Linked DNA regions of Mus musculus: region 2 is linked to region 1. Evidence: chromatin contacts called from public promoter capture Hi-C data. All regions are on one chromosome and are shown on one strand. The core of a region is the stretch at or near the end of the contact, and the rest is flanking DNA. Distances in the headings are between cores, read along the strand shown. Region 1 holds the start of Mrpl15 (mitochondrial ribosomal protein L15). Region 2 holds the start of Rrs1 (ribosome biogenesis regulator 1).

Region 1 (5,709 bases), core at 2,084-4,583:
AGAGCTTATAGAAATTTTTTATCATCATCACAAAGCTAAAAGATTGCTGCTTTATTCACCACACCCCTTTACTTTACCTTTTTAATGACATAGATTAAACTCTTCTACTAGTGAAAGAACCTAGTGGGGAAACCCCCACTCAATTCCCGATTCGGCGTGCACCCAAAAATCACAAAAGATGACCATCTTGATGTAAAAACACGAGGTAGTTTAATGGCGGAGCTCCGGGTCTAACCGTATCTCATGCAGGAGACAGTGGTTTTGAACCCTGAGGCTTGGAAGATAGGGGGTTTTATAGAAAAGGGGCGGGGCTGGGGAGGAATTGGCACAGTTTCACATGATTGGTCCATTTAAACATTAGCAGACTGTCAGAAGGGCGGGAGATAGGGAGGCGCCGGGCCAGTCCGGCATGTCATTCTCTTTATCTTTATGGCTAAGCAGCCTCAGGAATGTCTCAATGACGGGCTTACCCGGGCATGTTCTGGCCTGTTCTGCTATGTTCTCAGTCTGAGGTTTCAAAGCTCACAAACAACTCTTTGGGCTATTTGACATAAATTACATGAATCACAGGTCTCAAGTTTTATTTCCTTTCACTACATCCACTCCAGTAGTGACAAGCGCACAGACCCTGAAAACCTGGGCGCTGTCCTGAGGCGAAAAGTTCATGGAAACTTAGTCTCCTGGAATAATGACATCCTGTAAAGAGAATGCTCCAGTGTCCTTGCTTTAGTTGGTAAACAGATCTGTGTGCTTTCCCTTAATATTGCTTTATTACAAGTGCTCCTAAGGATTGATATTTTGACATATAGGTAACTTAGATTCTAGGCAGTCCTTGATCTGACCTTGGGAATGGATAGCTAAGTCACTGCCCTACACAGGAATTTACCATTATCTAGGAAAAAGGAACCAGAGTAGATACTTAGAACTATAGATAGCTGAGTTACACCCATACACAAGTATTTACAATGGCCTAGGGGGAAGGTGGACTATACAATAGACTAGAGTAGGAACTATGGCAAGGCCACAAAGCCCTTGCCCCTGGCTTCTAAAATTAAGTGGACCTTAGATGGAGCTGTTTTTGATCCCAGTTGTTTGTTTTTTTTTTTTTTTTTTTTTTCGAGACAGGGTTTCTCTGTGTAGTCCTGGCTGTCCTGGAACTCACTTTGTAGACCAGGCTGACCTCGAACTCAGAAATCTGCCTGCCTCTGCCTTTGATCCCAGTTGTTAACATTGAATTTTATCCCAGTTGGTTCCTGCCAGTCCTTCTGTGTTTGCATTCCTGTTTTTTGTAAGAATCCAGTAGCCTCTTTGTACCTTGCAGGTGTGTCACACAACTTCCCTATTTTCTTCTGTATAAAAAGTTTGATGCTCAATTTGACAAATTACATTCAGATCCACACTCCCTTGTGTAGAGTCTGTCAATTCCTGCCAACTCCTTGTCCACCTGCAACCAGAGACCTGTTCCACACAGACAGTGACCAAAGAGAGTCTGTGGCACTCTTCAATTCATTCTCATAGTTTTCTATGCTTACTATGTTGCATATGGGACAAACAGCATACAATTGGCTACAGACCATTTCCACTATGACTGATTAATATTAGTGACATCACATAAACCATACAATAAAGAAAATGTATCCTTACAAGAAATGCAACACAGTATTTTGGCTTTCCTCAATTTCATTGGCTTGCATAGATAAAAAGGGGACATGTGGGGAGCACTTCCAGAGTTAATGTTGGCTGAGTTCTTGCTTGTAATTAATCATGAATGAGTCTGCTAACATGCTTTTGCTTTTAGTTAAGACATGCATTATATCCTGCCAAGTTCCTCTGCTTTTACATATGTCCTTGAGAGACTGTCCAAGCCTGAAGGAAATGGCCTTAGTCAAACATGGATAGTGTGTACCATACACTTATCACATAAATGTTCATGTTCATTGTTTAACTTCCTGGAATTGGTCATGCTTTCTGTTGCTAGCCTTTAAAAGACACTGAGAAAGTAAACTTGCTGCTAGTGGTGGTATTGACCTGTAGCCCTCCCATATCTGTCTCTTCCATCTTCTTTTTGCCTTTCCTATAATCATCCTCATACCCCAAGTCGTGGTTTCCATGTTGAATGACCAGCAGGCTCTGGCCCCAGGCCCAAATCCATGGTTTTGAGTAGCTCACCCCGATATCTACCTTATGTGTAACCTGTTGGAACATGTGAAAGGGCTAGCTAGTCCTGCTGATCCAGAGCTGCAGGATCTCAGTGACCTAGGACAATAGCAGGATAACCGAATAGAGTCCCTGTGAGGATCCAATATTGGTGTAGCAGAAGCCAGAGACCTAGAACCAGACCAATGACTCATTGCAATGTACATTTGCAAGTAATAATGTATGGACAAAAGGGTATACTGTAGGACACACTGTGACACACGACAGCTTCACGATGAGGTTTCCTAAACTTTATTTTTATTTTGGGGGGGGGGGGGTTTGCAAGGGCAAAAAGGACGGAGGGATTGTGGATCTGGAGTGTATGATGTGAAATTCACAATGAATCAATAAAATAAAAATAAAGGTTTATTTGAGTTAGAAACAGCTGCTTATTAAATTGTCTCACCTTCACTATATAACTGATAGAGCTTGGTAGGAGCAATTCTCCAGCAAGACAGTGGAACGGAAAAAGAATATAAAAATGAACACATTGTTTTCTATATTACTTGTATTAAGACAAGTTTTAAAAATCATTTAATTTGGAGAGTTAAATATATGTTTGGCAGTTTAAGTTCATTAGCTTTGAATCCTATCTATACCATCTGCTGTGACAGCTGGGTCGATCTGATAGGCATAAAACCACACCTCGCTTCTAGCGTGGTTGTTTATATGAATCTAGTAAGGCTAACTTTAACTCAGTTTCTGGCATACCCCAGGAGCTAAGTATGCCCCACCCCCCATCGTTAACTGCAAGGCACGCTATTAGGTTGAACCTAATTAGACAATTAATTCTAGAGCCAGGCACTGTAACAGTTGAATTACCAGAGTCTCAAAGCTTGAACCTGTTCACATCATTTTGGATTACTTTTCGCTTCATGAGGCCCCACTTTTACCGTACAGCGTGTTCAGTCATTACAGGGCAGAAGAGAACAGTTTTCGTTCACAAAATGGTACCAAAGCCAGAGGATAAAGCATGATCTCACAAAAGTTGATGCAGTTCCCCGAAGTAAAAAGACATCAAGCCTGGAAGCTGGAAGACATAGCCTACCGACGCGGATGCGGTCGCTCTGCAGCACGACAGGGGCGGGGCAGTACGGCCGCTGCAGCGCGACAGGGGCCGGGCGGAGCCGTAAAGCAACGCGGAGTCTACGCCGCTTCCTGGGCGCCCTTGAAGCACCGCGGGTCATGGCTGGCACGGCGCGCGGCTGCGGGACCAGCCTGGACCTGCTGCGGTCCTTGCCGAGAGTGAGCCTGGCCAACCTGAAGCCCAGTCCTAACTCCAGAAAACGGGTAAACGCTTGGCGGCGGTGCGGGGAGTGCAGGGGCCGCGTCACTCTGGCGATGGACGCGTGCGGGCGCCTGGCTCCCTTCCGCGTGCGCCCAGTGTTAAGGATGCTAAGCAGGCGGAGGGTACACACTCGGGAACTGCAGACGATTCATCCAAAATTGCGTTTAAACTGAACTGCTTAGCAAGTGCCTATCGTCGTTATAAAAATCCCAGTGTTTTTTCTACATTCCAGCTGGCCAATGTGCAACCCAGGGTGCAACTAGAAAACTGTTGTGGGTCGGCTGCTCGGCTTTTACAGTAACTTAATATACGGCTTTTTTTTTAGGGGGGGGGGCGGTTGACAAAGTCAATTAAGGGAAAGATGTTACGGAGTTAGAGAACACCGAAAGACTACCCGACTCTATCCAGTTGTAATTAGCCAATTTTTTAATGTTATAGTGCAGCCAACCACAATTCCCCTTAGGCCCAGGTTAAAGGGGTAGAAGGTGGAGGGCTTTGAAAGGTCGCAATTACTTTATTTCTGGGGAACTTACAGCTACATGAGGAACTTTACCGAAGCAATTAATCATTTCACATCAGTTTTACAATTCTGTGGAGGGGGACAAGTTGCCAGGAGCTTATCTTTTAGGAATTTAGGAAATTAGAATGTGTCCCTAGCAAAAATTGGAGTTTTCCTTAGCCATATGTGATCTAATTACATATTTACGATTAATTTAAAAATAAAACATTTAATGTCACTCAAGCCTCGTTTTGGCTGTTTAGTTCTAGGATTTTCTTTTTCCGTTCCAGCTGCTTTTTCCTGAAGACTAAATTTAGGCCCTTAGCTTGTTTGTTCAAGCACACTATACCACTGAGCTGTAATCCCAAACCCTTTCCCGATGCCCTCTCACCGCCCCCCCCCCCCCCCCCCCCCAGGGTTTCTCTGTAGAGCCCTGGCTGTCCTGGAACTCACTTTTTAGACCAGGCTGGCCTCGGACTCAGAAATCCTCCTGTCCCTGCCTCTCGAGTGCTGGGATTAAAGGCATGCGCCACCACATCTGGTTCCCTTTCCCGATTTTTAAATGCTTTATTCAGAGACAGACTCTCAGAAAATTGGGGGTTGCTGGCCTTGCCCTTTTTTTGTAGCTTAGGCAGGCCTTGAACTTTGAATCCTCCTGCCTCAACCTAGCAGATAGCAATCACTACAGGGACCTAGCTTATTGTAGAGCTTGTTATTCCTGTTGGATCCCATCCCTTCCTTAGAACTTTGCCCTGTGTTTCACCTTGTATTTTGGTTACTAGGATCAGCTACATTCTGAGAGAACTATGTTGGTGGAGTATAAAGATGAGCACGCAGCTAGAGCAGGGCTTGGCACACGGTACTTTACCTCTGGTGCAATGGATAAACAGCATTAATATGGAATATGCTATGAGATGAGACAGTTTTCAGAAATGTATCTGAAGATCTTAAAACTCACTTTTTCTTGTAGGAAAGACGTCCAAGAGATCGGAGAAGAGGTAGGAAGTGTGGCAGAGGCCATAAAGGAGAAAGGCAGAGAGGAACCCGGCCAAGGCTGGGCTTTGAGGGAGGGCAGACTCCATTTTACATACGAATCCCAAAATATGGATTTAATGAAGGACATAGGTAAGGTTGTTTTTTTTTTTTTGTTTTTTGTTTTTTGTTTTTTTTAAGTACAAATCGTAATTTCCACTAAGAAGTACACAAGTAATTTGGTAGATACCTTATGTTTATTTAGGAACACACTTATGGTACTGTTGCTTTGAATAATTTTTAGTAATGTAACTTACCCTCTATTGTCTGTGTCACTGTATGACTATGCCCCCAGAAAAGCACATTTGTACAGAGTCTACTCAGACCAACAACATGCTGATGATAGTGCTTGCTGTCATAATTCCTTAGATGATTAACAATTGAAAAATGTATATGTATCTTTCCATATCTATATATATCTATATATATCTGTATCTATATTTATATATAAAAGGTAAATGTATCTTGCCATATGTATTTTTATTTCCATGTATATTACCTTTTTTTTTTTTTAAAGATTCATTTATTTATTATATGTAAGTACACTATAGCTGTCTTCAGACACTCCAGAAGAGGGCATCAGATTTCGTTACGGATGGTTGTGAGCCACCATGTGGTTGCTGGGATTTGAACTTGGAACCTTTGGAAGAGCAGTCGGTGCTCTTAACCACTGAGCCATCTCACCAGCCTGTAT
Region 2 (5,709 bases), core at 1,302-3,801, 4.8 Mb before region 1:
CTGAAATGTCTCAATGGCAAGAACCCCACTGGGTTTTTCGTAAACTTAAAAAAAAAAAAAAAAAAAAAAAAAGGCCCCAAACTGACCAACCAAAACCCCAAATTAATCTCTGAAAGTTAAGTCCTGTTGTTAGCAGTTGGGAATTGGGCTAGAGGTTACTTTTAGCTGTCAACAGCTTGGCTTTGATAAAGTTCTCATGGATACTTAGAACTATAAACTGGAAGAGTTTATAGTTCTTCTCCAGTGGAAGAGTTCAGTAAAGATGAGCCTAGTTAGAGCTTTACCCAAAGTCACTAACAATCCAGTGTTTCCATGAGTTAAGAGACAAGTTGAGCTTTCCTTGCATTTCTACAAGTAACCTTATAAAACTGAAACCACACTAAGAGTAACCTCCAACCCAATTCCCAACTGCTAGCAACTGACAGACCAACTTGCTTTAAAGAAAACACCCCTTCCTCAATTCTAGAATTGCTATTAATAACTTACAAAAATAATGCAAATACTAATTATGCAAAGATAAGTTTATTAAGAACAAAATAAGACAATGAAACAGGGAAAAACATCTAGGACAGAAATAAACATGAAATCTGCTGCTCGATTATAATCTCAGCACTTGGCCCTGAGTTCCAGGGCAGCCTTGGTTCCATAGTGAATGCCAGATATTTTGACAATATCTAAAACCCAAGCCAATTAAACAAAAGCCACCGGTTACAAACAAAATGACAACTATTTCTGGACTTAAAGCAATCCATTGGCCAAATGCACCACCTGAACCAACACCAAAAAGCACTATACTTTTAATATTATAGTTAGGGCCAAAGTTTTCCTAAAACAAGGGGTCTTTTTTAGAACCACTGTAACTACTTTGTTTTTCTCAAGCACACTCCATATTGGTGCCCAGGTTACTGGCTTCACATGCAACCTCTACCGACAGTAAAAGTTAAAAGCAACACCAGGTACCTGCATCCATTTACAATACTTGCAAATCACAGGTAGATATAATTTTCCCCCGCCCTCCCCGCTTTGATAAATACACAAGCTTTGTTATAAAAATAATGCAAAAATGTTGAAACCAATCTACTGTAACGCAGTATCCAAAGTCAAGATAAAAAGGCAGGCCTTAACTTATTCCTGGTTCTGGCTATATCATTTCTATAATTCTCAAAATACACCAATTTCCAGTCAGTGTCTCTATTAACTCGTCCAGCACTGACTCGAGGGAAGGCAAACCCGTCCTTTTAATGTCAAATGTCACTGAGGGCAGCGGCCACCTATACCGCCCAAGTTAACTTTTAGTACAGTCCCAGCTTTTCAGAACTGGTCCCGAGGGGAGAACGCTACTTCCTCCTCTTCCCACCTTGGGGCGGCACTCCTTTCTTCTTGCCAGCTAAAGCAGAAGGCCAGGAATGCTTTTTGCTTCCCAAGCCTCCTTTCCTCTTTTCTCCCTGACCCGGCGGGCCGCCCTTTCTCTTGCCCGAAGGTCCTTGCCGGCCCCCTTTCCTCTTGCCTTTCTGGCTCATTTTCCTCCTCTTGGCAGCCTCCTCCTGGTCCTCTTCCCTCATCTGCTTGTTGGTGGCCCTCGTCACGTCCAGCCGAGGTTTCTTGCTGTTCATGACTCGAAGTAGCTCCAACTGGTTCTTTTTCTCGGCTGCGAAGTCCCCAAAGAGGGGCTGAAACTTCCTCTTCTTGCCGGAGCCCCGGGGAGCTTTCTCCTTGGGAAGGCGCTCCTGGAAGCGTCCCACCGAAGCGGTGGAAACCTTGGCCACTTGCATGGCGCGGCCCAGCTCTTCCTTACTCTGGTGTCCAGTAGGGTGCAGGCCGGCTGAGCTGGGCATCTGCATCTTGTGCGCGCGAGCCAGGTTCCGCAGACGGTTCAGCTCATTCTTGGCCACGCGTTCTTTCTTGGCCTGAGTCCTCTTGGCGAACTGGTCTTCCATGGGGTCGGCGCTCCCAGGCACCTCGATCAGCCATTCTTTAGTGTCATCCCGGGCGCGCTTGTAGCCCCAACGGCGCCGCCACTGGCCACTCGCCTCGTCCCACACGAGGTTGGTCTTCTTCTTGGGACGGATTCCCTTAAGGCGCGCGAACTGCTGCCAGCGGGTGAGCGGCCGTGGTCGGGGCAGCGGCTTCTCGCGGGGCAGGCGAGTGGCGGGCTCCGGCAAGCGCGCGACCACCGCCTCCTCCACGCGCTCGGTCGGCAGCCGCCACAGCTGGTTGATGAGCAGCTGCGTGTTGTCCCGCGCCAGGGCCCGCAGCTCGGCCTCCGGCGACGGCCCGGCCTGGCGCAGCACGGTCGGGGGGTTGCGGTCCGAAGCCAGCAGGTTGCCCAGGTCGAACTCCAGCTCCAGCTCCTTGTGCACCGTGATGCGCTGCAGCTTCTCCGCCTCCTCCTGCTCTGCCTTGGCCAGCAGCTCCTCCACGCGCTGGCCCTCCATGGCTCTCGCTGCGGCTCGGATCCCTCACTTCGGGACAGCGGCGGGACGTATCGCCACTACAGCAGCACCCTAAACCGGCAACCACGTGCGGACGTCCGGACCCGTAATCCGGAAGAGGAAAGATCACTTCCGGGTTGTCTGGAAGCGGCTCACAGCTAGGCGGGGAGGTAAAGACCGGCAGAGGGCGGCATTGGACAGCAGATGGGCTTAGAGGCGGGACTTGGATTCGTCACCGGATGTTGGCCCGACTGGCGCTGAGGGTTGGCTAACCAGCTCAGGACCTGGTTGGGACTACGTTTCCCAGCATGCTGTGGGGCAGAGGTAGTGCAGTAGGACGCGGGCTGCTCAAACTCTTGGAAGTGCCTGCATTGTAGCTTCCGAATGGAGCGTCTACACCACAGTGTCTATGGGTAAATCTATTACAGAGGTGTTTGGGGCGAGACAAATTATTTCCCCAGAGTTATAGCCCGTTCTCTGTGCCCTAGGTGTGAGCGGAGACAGATCCCACGGATACCTGTCCAAGTTAGGCATTGTTTTGCGACTTAGTAGGGCTTGCAGTTTGTCTGTACGTGGCCTGGGCACCAATTCTGGCCATGCCATTGTTTGTTCCTGTGATATTTGTGTAGGCCTGAAAAATCGTGGAAGATGGAGACTCTGGTAGTATCCAGGAGTGTTTTAAAGGTAAATGTGTTAATAAGCTTGGAGGAAGGCTAAGATCCAGTGAAAACCAAATAGTTTTTATTCAGTAGTCATGGTGGCCTAGGGAGTTAAAAATCTCAGTTTACTATTTACTGCCATCTATTTTTATAGGTTTTTACCTCAGTCCGGTGTTAGAATGGGCACATGTTCATCTAATGTCATCCAAAAAAGTGTTTTGTTTGTTTGTTTGTTTGGTTGGTTTTTTTGTCTTGTCACATAAGTAGACTTTTACTGATTTATTTATTTTTTAGTTTAGATCACATGAACCGGAGGCCGAGCTTGAACTCCCTGTACATCGAAAGAGAACTTGACTTCTTTTTTGTTTGTTTGTTTTTTGTTATTTTTTGAGACAGGGTTTCTCTGTATAGCCCTGGCTGTCCTGGAACTCACTCTGTAGACCAGGCTGGCTTCGAACTCAGAAATCTGCTTTCCTCTGCCTCCCAAGTGCTGGGATTAAAGGTGTGCACCACCACTGAGAACTTCTTGATTCTCCTACCTCTCTCTCAAGCATTAGTGTTTCAGGCATGCAATATCCAGTGTCCAGTTCCATTTTTTAAACTAAGTTTTTGGTTAGAATGCAAAGTAATTATTTTCAATATGGTGCTTTCATACAGGTATCATTGTTATCTCCATCCTTCACTGCCTTCCCCGTCCCCCATAAATAGACATTTAAAAAATGCAGACTAAACTGGGTATGGTGTATAATCCCAGCACTCTAGAGAAAGAGGCAGGAGGGCCAGGTGTTCAAGGCTAGCCTTAGTTGCATATGGAGTCATCCAAATCATTTTTGTTTTTAATGTGGTTTAAGTTTGCTATATAGCTAAGAATGGTCTTGGAATTAATTCCCTTGCCTCTGCCTCCCAAATTCTGGCATTACAGGCAGGAGCCACTATAATTCTTTGTTTTCCTCTTGGTGCTAGACCAGATGTCAAAATCTACACAGCACAAAGCTTCCTCCAAAGTTGCTCCTCCTTCCACCATCCTCTCATCCTCTTCCTCATTGTCTTTGCTGCCCAAGGAACCCTGCCATTGGGAATACTGTAGAGACAATAGTCCCAGGAGATGTGGTCATCATTCAAGTCTAGTAACTTGCTCGGATGATGGCAAATTCATCTTTGACTTTCCCTATCCAAATCTCATCAGTTCAAAGCCTAGATAGCTTGTCTCTGTATGTTGCGCCCTTTCACTCCCCACTGCTGTGGCCTTACTTCATCCTAGCCTGGATCTCTTCTATCTGCTTCTCTAGACCATCTCTCTACTATGTAAGCTGCACTAGTTTCTAGCTGATTTTTGATCAGCAGGAAACAGTGATACAAGATGAAAAGAGATGAAGAGAGTGGGGTCAGGACACTTATGCCCTATTCCTCTGTAGACTACGTGACAGCCTGCCTCATCGAACCGTCTTCTGGCTCTAGAAGCTCCCTTGATTCTATCAAGAAGTTTCCTGAAGTTGTGGCCATGGCTTTGTAAATACTCCTGTTGTTTATTTTTCTCTGTGCTGCCAGGTCTCTCACTAATATCTTGAGGCTATTCTGGGAATTCTGAAAATTTAACTTCCACGAATGTGGCCAAAGCAAACTCATATAATAGACTCATGATTATTCTTGATCCTGATTGCTTACCACCTGGGTTCAAGTCACTCAGAAGTTGTAAGTCAGAGTAGCCTTCCTCACCCTTGTTCTGGTGCACTTCTACATTTCATTTTGGTTAGGTCTGGAACCCCAAAGGCAAAAATGAGATTCAGGGCAGAAAAACAGCTAGTATAATTTTGTGTCAATTTTGTGACCTTTCACATCAAATGAGGTTTCCTGTTTTTTGTTCCCACCTCATCCCGAAGAGGGATTAAAAAGGTTTAAAGACATCAAATTAATACTTTTCACCATCTTTCAATAAATGATTACTCTGATCAGTGCAACTAGTTCTTTTTTTTTTTATTTCAGTTTTCTTTATTAGATATTTTCTTCATTTACATTTCAAATGCTGTCCTGAGAGTCCCCTATACCCTCCCCCTGCCCTACTCCCGAACACACCCACTTCTGCTTCCTGGCCCTGGCATTCCCCTGTACTGGGGCATATAATCTTCATAAGACCAAGGGCCTCTCCTCCCACTGATGGCCAACTAGGCCATCCTCAGTGCAACTAGTTCTGAAAGCAATTTCATCAGTCTTTAAAAATCACATTAACTTAGATTTTCTTTTTAAAACATGAAACTAAGTAACTAATTTATCTGTTGTATATATGGACATATCCTTTTGTTTTAGGGTAAAATGTTCTGTAGATATCTGTTAAATCCATTTGTTTCATAACTTCTGTTAGTTTCACTGTGTGTCTGTTTAGTTTCTGTTTGCATGATCTGCCCATTGATGAGAGTGGGGTGTTGAAGTCTCCCACTATTATTGTGTGAGGTACAATGCATACTTTGAACTTTAGTAAAGTTTCTTTTATAAATGTGGGTGCCCTTGCATTTGGTGCATAGATGTTCAGAATTGAGAGCAAGATTGCAATGAGCAAGAAATCCTAACTGGATATGAAAGTGTATGCTTGCAGTCTTCATGCAAGAGGATTCTACATTTGA

The links. Promoter capture Hi-C pulls out the DNA fragments that hold promoters and counts their contacts.
Region 2: a contact with region 1 is called in a promoter capture Hi-C map of pre-B cells. The contact joins the promoter of Rrs1 here to the promoter of Mrpl15 in region 1. A contact is called at or near these places in 2 of 39 promoter capture datasets (pre-B cells and second pharyngeal arch cranial neural crest).

What each region holds. Positions count from the first base shown.
Region 1 is chr1:4,783,350-4,789,058 of GRCm38.p6, reverse strand. Mrpl15 (mitochondrial ribosomal protein L15) reads left to right here and starts at 3,333. Exons shown (of 5, transcript NM_001177658.1): 1 at 3,333-3,486; 2 at 4,954-5,108. The coding sequence starts at 3,382.
Region 2 is chr1:9,542,250-9,547,958 of GRCm38.p6, reverse strand. It overlaps Rrs1 (ribosome biogenesis regulator 1), which reads right to left and starts at 2,551. Exons shown (of 1, transcript NM_021511.2): 1 at 504-2,551. The coding sequence starts at 2,435. The coding sequence ends at 1,338. It overlaps Adhfe1 (alcohol dehydrogenase, iron containing, 1), which reads right to left and starts at 11. Exons shown (of 14, transcript NM_175236.5): 1 at 1-11.